Regions from separate parts of the Sus scrofa genome. Here region 1 is linked to region 2. Evidence: chromatin contacts called from public HiChIP or PLAC-seq data. All regions are on one chromosome and are shown on one strand. Each heading gives the region's core, a stretch centred on a gene start, on an enhancer-like site or on the middle of the called end of the contact. The rest is flanking DNA. Distances are from core to core; before and after follow the strand shown. Region 1 overlaps CDK6 (a long non-coding RNA gene). Region 2 overlaps CDK6 (a long non-coding RNA gene).

Region 1 (5,227 bases), core at 1,437-3,936, 98 kb after region 2:
CATATATGAGAAATATTACAGTAATATTTTATTGAGGGAAGAGGAAGTTGATGCAACATAAAGAACTGGTATTCCCGTCGTGGCTCAGCAGAAACGAATCTGACTAGTATCCCTGAGGATGCAGGTTCCGTCCCTGGCCTTGCCCAGTGGGTTAAGGATCCAGCATTGCCATGAGCTATGGTGTAGGTCGAAGACAAGGCTTGGATCTGGTGTTGCTGTGGCTGTGGTGTAAGCCAGCAGTTACAGCTCTGATTCAACCCCTAGCCTGGGAACTTCCATATGCTGCAGGTGTGGCCTTTAAAAAGAAAAAGAAAACCCCCCAAAAGACCTGGTATTCATCATTTTCCTGCAGAATCCACATGTCTCCAATACCTTATTCAAATTAGATCAACTTTTCCTCAATCATCAGCATTTAACTTTTTAAAATTCTGTTTAATGTTGTACCTGTAGTATCTAAACAAAAGAAAAACAGCAAGCATTACTTTTTGCAATATTTTATTGCATTGTAGCACATTATTTACTACATAATGTATTATGGAATAAATAAGTACTGTGAACTAACCAGGGGTTTGACTACATTTACAAAGTTATATCCTCCCAAAACCTTGAGCCCCCAAACCTAGATTTAGCAGTGGCCTCTGGGCGGTCATTTTTTTCAGTCCCTTTACCATCTTTATATGCTTTTTTGACACAGATGGGACTGAAAAGATTTACACTCTCCCTACTGTGTGTAAAAATAGCAGGAAGATGCTTCTCGACCCTTGATTCTCAAAAGGAAGAACAAGACTAGGGTGGCTTCCAATGCATTAAGTCTTGAGATTAAATGTGGAAAGGACTGCAGCACCTGAAAGATGACAGAAGATGGAGAAGAATGCCAGGTGACCAAACAGCTCCACCAAGCAGCAAACATTTATTAAACATCCTTAATACAACCACTTGGATTTTTTTTTTTTTTTTTTTTTTTTTAGGAGAGTGGTTTTGTTCATGGAATGGGTAGCTGAACCCAATGAAGTCCTCTTCAAATTCTAATATTGTGTGCATTTCTCACTCTCTTACACAGAATGATTCAGTCCTACTGGGGCTGCCTAGTTTTCTCACAGATAGCAAGCCCCAGGCAGCCATTACAGCAGAGAATAGCTTCAAGACACTGATACCTGGAACATGGCTTGTTCAATAAACAATAATGTGGTGGTATTCCCAAGGCCCTGCATGTAAGCTCAAACTTATCATTTTAAAATTTCACGCTCAAACTTCTAATTTTTTTTTTTTTTTTTTTTGGTCTTTTCTAGGGCCGCACTCGCAGATACGCAAGTTCCTAGGCTAGGGATCTAATCGGAGCTGTAGCCGCTGGCCTTCACCAGAGCCACAGCAAAGAGGGATCCGAGCCGTGTCTGCAACCTACACCACACAGCTCATGGCAATGCCGGATTCTTAACCCACTGAGGGAGACCAGGGATCGAACCCGCAACCTCCTGGTTCCTACTCAGATTCGCTAACCACTGAGCAATGATGGGAACTCCTGAAACTTTTAAATTTTAAGATGCCAGCACAGTACCTTTCCCAAGAATACAACACGTTAAATTACTGCACTGTGGTTCATGAATTTGTTCATGGTTTACCCTACAGGCATTCAAAAGTCCCTGCTCAATCATGTTCAATAACATCTATGAGGTTGATGCCAACCCACAAGCAGCAGAATGTATTTTCAACTGTCATACAAACTGGGTGATCAGATCTTCTATCTCAGAAGCAAAGGACACATGTGTGAGATAATTGCCTAGCACCAGGGCTGCAGGCTCCTGACACTGAGCGATTTTCCTCTAGGCAAGCTGCAGCTGAATTCCCAACCTCGGTCTGCATACCCATGATCTCAAACCTTTTTTTCCCAACCGAGGCCAAGAAAGCAAAGGCGATTCACAATCGTTTATGATTTGGGGTTTTATTTCTACATTAAAATGGGATAATTTTTCAGGCCCTCAAAGTACTTCAAATCATATTAGGGTAGCAATTTACCCCTGCCAGAATCAGTTTACTGGAATTCTTGAGTAAGTAACTGTGAAAAAGAGATGGAGGTGAAAATCATGGGTGTAGAAAATTTGGGAGAGAAAGAGAAGCAATCCTATATAGCACTGGTTGCCCTGGGGGAAAAAAACTGCACTAAAGCTTTCTTCATCTGAGCAGTTGGTTTTGTTCCCTGACTGCTCCCCCACATATCTAAGTGCTCTGAGTACATTCCCAACTCCTACTGCCAAGTTAAAATGAAAACGTTCTCAGTCTAGAAATGATTGAGGTGGTTTTCTTTAATCAAATTAGAGCGGCCAAATGTTCCTTTCAAAGGTAACTGTCTACTCTGCAGCTGTATGCAAACTACCACATCAAATGTGAAGGAAAAAAAAAAATAGCGATAGAATTGTGTCCTTTACAGTACAGTGCTGGCTGCAGGGATGGAGAAACAAAAGCATCAGTACAGCTAAGAATTACATTCACAGTGGGCTTCCAGAAATATGCTGACTTCACAAACTGAACAGTGTACTGAAACTTCCAGTATATAATTAGTTATTTTCAGGAGGAGAGGAACATGGGGGGAAATTCCCCTTAAAAACAGCAAAGCAGCAATAGATACCTTGAGTCATTTACCCTAGTGACCAAAGCCTCAAAGAGAAACATTAAATGACTTCACACATACACAAATCTCATAGACCTTGCTTTTTTCACTTCCTGTCTCCATCAAAAACACACTACAGTGAGTAATCTTGAGTATCCAACAAGCTTCAATTAAGCTTGTAATGATTCATTTACATGCAAAATTTATTCTTTTAAATCATCACGACATGGGAAATTCCTGTGAAGAATTAAATTCATAGTGAGTTTATTTATTTATTTTTTTGGTTTGTTTCTCTGAAGAAAAATCAATTGGTAAACATTCCCAATATGATGTCAAATTAGTTACTGCATGTTATGGGTTTCTATCAGCTGTTGGCTTTGGGGATGGAATATTAACAGTATGAAAATCTAGAATGACAATGAATTAAGACAGCCAGGTGCAACAGGTTATGGAATAAAGAGACTATGTTCTTTCTACATTTGTAGTTCTTCTCCAGATGATTATAATGTCCCCCACATTAAGGAAATGTAGCATAAATAGCCATAATGGCAACCAGTTTTTACAAAAAACTAATGGATATATAAGGTAGTAAGAAAGCAAAAAGATTAAGACCTGCCATAAACAGCTAGGAAAGGGACAAATACATGAAACATCTGTTTTCAGATGTTAGCCTACAGCAAGTACAGGTCTGCCATCCCTGAGAGAAGGGAAACAAATGAGGTGAGCCCTGTACTGCCCCAGGTTTATCCTTGTAGGCAATTTCCAGACTCTCAGGTACAAGGAAGAAATCCCTGTGAGGTCCAGAGTCTAACTGAGCTGATTAGGCAGAGATCAGAACTGAGAAGACAATGAAGCCAAGGAGACTAAAATGCATGAGACAGAATACTGAAGGAAAAAGCTACCCAGCGAAAGAGCTTCAGAAATCTACATGGGATCTACTGAGTTCTTGCCTGAATATCAATCTGCACATGGGGAACGGCATGAGGCCAGGCAAAAAAAAAACTGCTTCTGAGGAAAGAACAATTACCAAGAAGTTGTAAACTGAATGACTCCTAGAGCTCACACAAGACAAGACATCTTTCTAGTTCCCAGCAACCGAAGAGGAGAGACCACAAAAGGGTAATGCCACCTTAGCAGTGAACCTTAACTAGCCTTGAAGTAAAGCCTACACTAGATCCCCTCCTCACTAAAAAAACACTAAAAATAAGCTTTAAAAGGATCAAACTGAACTGCTAGTAATTTTACTGCCCATCAGAACAAAGTCCAACATTTTTAAAAGTATGGAATGAAACCCAGCAGTCAATAATGTAATATTCACAATGTTTGGCATCCAGTAAAAAAAGTATTAGATATGCATATATACAGGAAAATGTAGCACACAACCAGGAGAAAAATCAGTCAATAGAACTAGACCCGACCCAGATATAACACAGATTATGAAACAGCAGACAAAGGCAGTAGAGCAACTATTATAAATAAGCTCAAAGACTTAAAGGAAAACATGAACATAATGAGAGGAAAATGGGAAATAGTTCAAAAAAGAATCAAACGAAATATGTATCAAGATAGACTATATGAACCAAAACAAATCTTAAAAAAGTTAAAAAAAATTAAAAGTCTATAGGTGGTCCTCTGATAATAACAGAATTTAATTACAAAGAAAGGTATTTGAAAAATCCTGTATATGTCTGGAAATTAAAAAACACAAATTTAAACAACCCTTGGGTTGGAGTTCCCTGGTAGCTCAGCAGGTTAAGGATCTAGCATTTTCACTGCTGTGGCTCAGGTCATTGTTGTGGCCCAGGTTCATTCCCTGGCCTGGGAACTTCTGCATGCTGCAGGCGCAGCCAAATAAATAAATAAATTACCCATGAGGAAGAGAAGAAATTACCAAAATACGGACAAAATATTTTGAATGACATTAAAATGGAACCACAGTTTGTCAACAATTGTGGGAAGTAAATAAAACTACATAAATGCCTATTTTTTTCTCAGAAGAAAATTCTACAAACAATACACTAACCTACTATTTTAAGAAGCTAAAAATAAGAACAATTTAAACCCAAAGTAAGCAGAAAAAAGATATAAAACTAAAAGTGAGTATCAGTGGAACAGACAACAGACAAATGATAAAGGAAATTAATGATACCCAAAATTGGTTCACTGTCCGTAAAACTGACAAAAATCTATCTGTATTATCAAGAAAAAAGAGAGAACATACAAATTACTAATAACAAGAATGAAGGAGGCCAATCACTACAGCTTCTAGACATTAAAAAGATATGATACAGTGGAAATTGAAGGAACACTGTAAATCAACTAAACTTTGACAAAATTTTTTAAAAGATAAAAAGTTTATGCCAATAAACCCTCAAACCTAGATGAAATATACAAATTCTTCAAAAACACAAACTGCAAAAGTGATTCAACCTATACGTCCATTAAGGAAATAAAATCTGTAGTTAAAAACCTTCCCAAAGGAAAATGCTAGACTCAGATGACTTCCTTGGTAAATTCTATTAAATGTGTAAAAAGAAAATAATACTAACGCTACACGAACTCTTTCAGAAAATCTTTCAGAGGAACTGGAAACATTTATCAACTCATTTTATGAGGCCAGCA
Region 2 (5,923 bases), core at 1,038-3,537:
ACTCTTCCATTATGGTACAAAGTGGATATTTTCTCCAAACTGTATGTCAGGGCAGGCATTTGGCGGAAACATGCTAATTCTTCCCTGTTTCTAACGATTGTATAAAAGCCCTTCAAAAAAACTGAAAACTCCTGTGGAACAGAAGTTGGTTGACTGCAGACCAATCCTGGACTGCATCTGAGCACGTGAAGTTACTGAGGCACTAAAAGGAACGACTTCCTTTTAAGGCATAGACTCTTCCCTATCCATAGGTGGCTTTGTGGTGGCTGTCCCGGCACTTAACTGCATGAGTGCTTGCAATTACATCTGGATATAAAAACGTCAGCCCTGGCACTGCCCTAGATGGCCCTTGAAGTGGTCTCACGTGGTACTGTGAGCTTAGCGGTAGGTGTGTGTGAACTGTTGTGAAGATGCACTTGGGTGATTTTAAGGGAGCGAACACACAGGAACAAATCAAGAGCACGCTTGGTTTTTCTAAGCAATGACACATTTACAAGGGGTTCCAGTGTGCACAACTGTGGCTAAAGAAGTTTTATCCTGAGGTCTACATAAAAAGCAAATTAACCAGGAGGTAAAAAGTTCATGCCTCAGTGTTCCCCACTGTGTCGAAATGTGACATGGGCTGGTTGTTTTTTAATTGCGGTTTTAACAAGACTTAAAGCATGTTTTTAAAAATGGACTGTTGCAGAGTTCACGGGTGGCGCGGCGGGTTAAGGATCTGGGGTTGTCACTGCTGTGGCTTGGACTGATGCTGTGGCTTGGGCTTGATCCCTGGCCTGGGAACTTCTGAATGCTGTGGGTGTGGCCAAAAAAAAAACGGACTGTTGAATATGTGTGGAATCTTTGGATACCCTCTGTAAAACCCAAGGGTTCCAGAGAACATTGTTTGATACCCTCTGAAGTACTGGACCCCATGGTGGGGAGAAGAGGAAGGGGTGGGGTTATTAACGGGAGAGTCAGAATGTAAACATTAGCCACCCCGAGCCAGTGACAATCTATTTGGTGAATTCAGACTTGGCCGGGTTACAAACTGCCTGCCTGAGTCTCAGTTTCCCCACTTTCAAGAAGGCTGATAAGGAGTTTCCAAACCACCAAATCCAATAGCAACAGCATCACCCTGCATGCTGTATGGCTCAGTTTAGAAAAAAAAAAATTAATAAGGATTTTGCAGATGCGCTCCTCGCCTGAGCTGCTGTTCATAGTGCTTTACAGATGATCAGTCATCATCGGGCTGCTGGTAACAGGCCAGGCTCTGCTTCTCAGAATCTCCCATCAGACCTGATGCACAACCTGCATGCTGAGAGGTTGGTCTCTGTTTCCCTTTCATCCTGACAGACAAAAATGACTTGCACTACACACCGCATCTAATATGGAACGTACTTAGAAATGCTGCCTTAAGAATTCCCCTCAATGTAATTTTAGTCATATAGTCATTCTACTGAATACGCATATACAGGCAGACCTCAGAGATTTCATGGTGGGGTTCAGTTCCAGACCATGCAATAAAGCGAATATGGCAATAAAATGAGTCCTGTGAATTTTCTGGTGTCCTGATGCCTATAACAGTTGTGTTTACACTATTCCATAGTCTCTTAGTCTAGAGCCTAGAGTCTGCTATGGTGTGCAATGGCACTGTGTCTAAAAAAAAGTACATGCCTTGATTAAAAAATACTTTATTGTTAAAAAATGCTTTATTACTAAAAAATGTTGCCTTGAGCAGCTCATAATCTTTTTAAAATAGAAAAATCAAAGCTCTCTGATCACAGATCGCCACAACAAATATAATAACAAAAAGGTTTGAAACATTGCCAGAATTACCAAAATGTGAGGCCGTGACACCAAGTGAGCAAACGCTATTGGAAAAACAGCATTTGCTTGACACAGGGTTGGCACAAAAGGTCAATTTGTAAAAAATGCAACATCTGCTAAATGCAACGAAGTGAAGTACAATAAAACGAGGTATGCCTGTATTCTTGAAATTTATTTGCCACAGAGATTATGTAACTGCGCAGGCCATGATTCTTACATATTACTTATGTGCAATGGAAAGACATTCCCTATAACCTGTTCTCTTTGGAAATTCCACAAAAGTAGTATTTCACTACAGGTCACAGAAGTTGATTTCCATGGTTTCAGAGAAACTCTTCTGATAGGAAGAACCCACGCCAGGAACTGAATATAATGAGCCCCATTTCCCTTCGTATCCTCAGTTCCTCCTTGCACGACTAAGGGCCTCACATGCATACTTATGGCCAGCCTAGTTCCGTGCCTCCAAACCGCCTGATGTCTGCAAACTGCCGCCCCTTAGGCTCGGGGTGAACACGCGAGTGGCACAATCTGCTGTGAGCAGGGAGGACTAAGAAGAGCCCACGCAGTTCCCATTTGGTCAGGGAATTTCAACGTCCTGAGTGTGACCAGGTGAGGGTGGGGGTCTCAGGCTCAACAAGACACTTCTGCTTGGTAGCCTGGGCTCGATGCCCCATCAAGGGAGGGGTGGCTGGGGTACAGGTAGCGCAGGCTTCTCAAAAGCACGAGACCCGGGCCACAGGACCGTCCTGCCTGGGTCTAAGGCACTCACTGCAGCCATCTACATCTTGATTCTGTAACCTCTACAGAAATAGGTATAAACAACCCTTCCTCTGCACGGGGACAGAGGCATGCCTGACTGTATGTTGAGCAGCAAGAACCTAATACTTCCGAAAGAAACCTGAAATGCCATGCGGAAGGCACTCAGTTAAGGGCACTAAACCCTCCCTTAGTGGAGGAAAATAAGCCAAGTCATAGGGCCCTGTGTTACACCAACTACAGCCACAGCCAGAGTCCAGACTCAGGATGACTGTCCTCACTTAGTTTCTACACAAACGGCCAGCTCCTTCAAGGAACTTACAGCCTGATAAAACCCCCAACTAACTGCAGACAAGATAGAAAGCAGTATTATGAAAGACATTCATAAAATATTCCTCTGGAAACGATGAAGGAGGAAGGTGAGGGGGTAGTTTCTGCAGGGGGTGCCAGACAGTGACTTTTGAGTCAGGCTTTGAAAGACAGGTAATATGTTAGTATGTCTCATGGCTGTAAAACGTCAGTTTGAATCACTGAACTTGTAATTTCTTTAACATTCCGCAAATTGACTTGATTCTCAGTTCCTGTATGACATAACCTACTAAAAAATGAGTATTTCCAGGAAGTGGAGCACGGCCTTTTTCTCTTCAAGAAATATGAAACATAAATACCAGCTCAGTCTGAAACGACTGTGATTCCAAGTCTTTATATGTCACCATGTATATGTAAACCAATGTATCACCATAGAAAAGGAATTTTCCTTAAAAAGAAAAAAATAAAACAGTGGGAAAAAAAATGTTAATGCAGTACCCAAAAGGGAATCATACTCCTTTTTATTTTTTCACTTTAAGTCACCATAGAAATACAGCGTATGTAGTACAAACTAGATACTGAAAAAAATCAGGTATTTATGACTGCCTTTCCCCTTTTCTGTATGAAATCATTTGTCTACATTTTCCTGTCTGAACATATCAACTTTCGGCAAGAATGGAATGTTAACTGGTGTTGCGCACAAGCTGGGCTATCGTTCCTCAAATTTAATAATAATAATAAAAAAATCAAAACAAACCCAACTGGGTTTCCTGTTTTTATTTATGGTTTTTAGTGCCCAGTTGGGGGGGGGGGGTTTAAAAAAAAAAAAAGTGTCTCAGTTATGGCTCATCGTTCCCTCAATTAATGTACCTAAGGAAATGGTTCCTTCCATCTGCTCCCCTGACGACTGTCTGGATCAAAAAGCCTATTCAAGCTTCTCCGCAGGGCCCTGAAACAACACATGAAACTGCTTCCTAGGGAAGCTGCAGCCCACCTCACCCTTCCCACCGGGGAAACAACAGACTCCGCCTTTTCTGGTATGATTCTATAAGAACACAGCCTCACTGGAACCAGCCCAAATCTGCGAGGAGTCCTCTAAACACCAGTTTGTGCCCTGCTTTCTCGAAAGTCATGGAGCCTCTTGGGCAAAGAGGAAACAAGAACGATTTATCTTTCAACAATCACGACACAGGGTAAGGAATCCTCTGGACAAATTCTCGTGCCCTCGGTAAAGTATATAATGTTGGGAAAGTGGGTGGTCTTACATGTCCAGGTTCCAGTATCTGTATCTCGGGGGTGAGGAAGCAGAATACTTTGGCAAATTGAATGTTTTTCTAAGGCAACTTATCTCAGAGCATTTCTAACTCCTCTCCTGAATTTCTGCCTCTCAGCTGAGGCATTACTGGAATTTGGGGAAACAATTCCCTGTTTCGCAGAATATTAGCCTCCTTGCAGCCATCTCCAACTCCCAAGTTGTTATGATGACCAAAGACACTGTCATACATTTCTCAAGGGTGTTGTTCCCCTCTCCCCCCAGGGCAGTGCTGCCCTTGACTGAGGACCACTTTGTGTTAAACATGTGGAAAATGACAAACTGACCCAAGAAGATTCTTTTACTTAAGGCTTAATGCTTTGTGGGCAATTTCGTAGTCTTCATGGAATCAAAGCCCACATCGACCTCCTGTTCCACAAAAGTAGCACAGCAAAGGGACATCCCTTGGCTTTTAAGAAAGATCTATGCAAGGGAACCCTCCTACACTGTTGGGAGGAAGGTAAATTGGTGCAGCCACTATGGAAAACCATATGGAGGGTCCTCAAAACACTAAAAATAGAGCTGTCATAGGATCCAGCAATTCCACTTCTGGGCCTATAACCAGACAAAACTATAATTCAAAAAGATACTCTCACCCCTATGTTCATAGCAGCACTATTCAAAATAGGCAAGACATGGAAGCAACCCTAATGTCCACAGACAGAAGAATGTATAAAAAAGATGTAGTACACATAAATGAGGTAATATTACCCAGCCATTAAAAAGAATGAATAATGCCATTTGCTGCAACATGGATGGATATAGAAATTATCACATTAAGTCAAGTCAGAAAGAGAAAGACAAATACCATACGATATCACTTTTATGTGGAATCACACAACACAAATCACGATCAACACAATCATATGACACAAATCAACATATCTACGAAACAAAAACAGACTCACAGATAAAGAGAAGAGACTGCCAACGGGAAGCGGCAATGGGAGTCTGGGGACAGCAGAGGCAAACTATTATATATAGAATGGATAAACAACAAAGTCCTACTGTATAGCACAGGGAGCTATATATTCAATATCCCGTGAAAAACCGTAATAGAAAAGATTAGGATAAAAAATATGTATGTATAACTGAGTCACTTTGCTGTACGGCTGAAATTAATACAACCTTGTAAATCAACTATATTTCAATAAAAATTTTTCAAAAAAAAAGATCTATCCATGAATTCACTGCATGCAAAACAGGTCCTTCAGAGACGAGGGCTATTAGTGCTTACTATCAGGCTCCTCTTTGTCTATTTTGGGTGCAGGATTTCACAAAAATTCATCTCAGAAACAATGAACTATAAGGAGAAATACAAACTAACCAAAGCCAGTAGCTATTATGGTTTTGTGTCTGAATGAGACAAAAACCAGAATATCATAACTCTCATTCTTTGCCAAAAAAGAGCCCTTGGGTTTTCTCTTTGTATTTTGGCTTGGATGAAGCCGTCACTCGGGAGGGTGGTGCTACTTGTTCATGGATCATCCAAGTTCATCGTAAATTTAATTTCATCTTCACAGTCGGCACCACAGCCTCAGAGGAGTGCTTTCACACACCTTTGAAGGTACTTCATTGTCTCTCAAATTAGGATGCTGCAGACAGGTCAACGTTCCTGGTGCCTCTCCTCCCTGACCTTGAGCTTTGTTTCCCTAAATACTAAACACGCAGCCCTGAAAACTGTGGTTATGGCAAAAAGCCATATGGCAAAACCATTTGGAAACTTGTAACTGATTC

What was found. HiChIP or PLAC-seq counts read pairs in DNA pulled down with a chosen protein or histone mark.
Region 1: a contact with region 2 is called in an H3K27ac HiChIP or PLAC-seq map of alveolar macrophages. The contact joins two enhancer-like sites. A contact is called at or near these places in 4 of 47 Hi-C or Micro-C datasets (embryonic fibroblasts, mesenteric adipose tissue, omental adipose tissue and 1 more) and 1 of 2 datasets of contacts at active chromatin or transcription factors (alveolar macrophages).

Annotation. Positions count from the first base shown.
Region 1 is chr9:72,737,990-72,743,216 of Sscrofa11.1, forward strand. The region is part of intron 2 of CDK6 (a long non-coding RNA gene); the gene reads right to left. Among named protein-coding and RNA genes, the nearest start is that of CDK6, 25 kb to the right of the region's middle. Within about 2 kb of position 2,687, at least 10 of the 83 cell types and tissues checked have an H3K27ac peak or open chromatin away from gene starts, as enhancers often do. A contact at or near this core is called in alveolar macrophages, where this site is marked.
Region 2 is chr9:72,640,079-72,646,001 of Sscrofa11.1, forward strand. All of the region lies in intron 4 of CDK6 (a long non-coding RNA gene), which reads right to left. Among named protein-coding and RNA genes, the nearest start is that of CDK6, 120 kb to the right of the region's middle. Within about 2 kb of position 2,288, at least 13 of the 83 cell types and tissues checked have an H3K27ac peak or open chromatin away from gene starts, as enhancers often do. A contact at or near this core is called in alveolar macrophages, where this site is marked.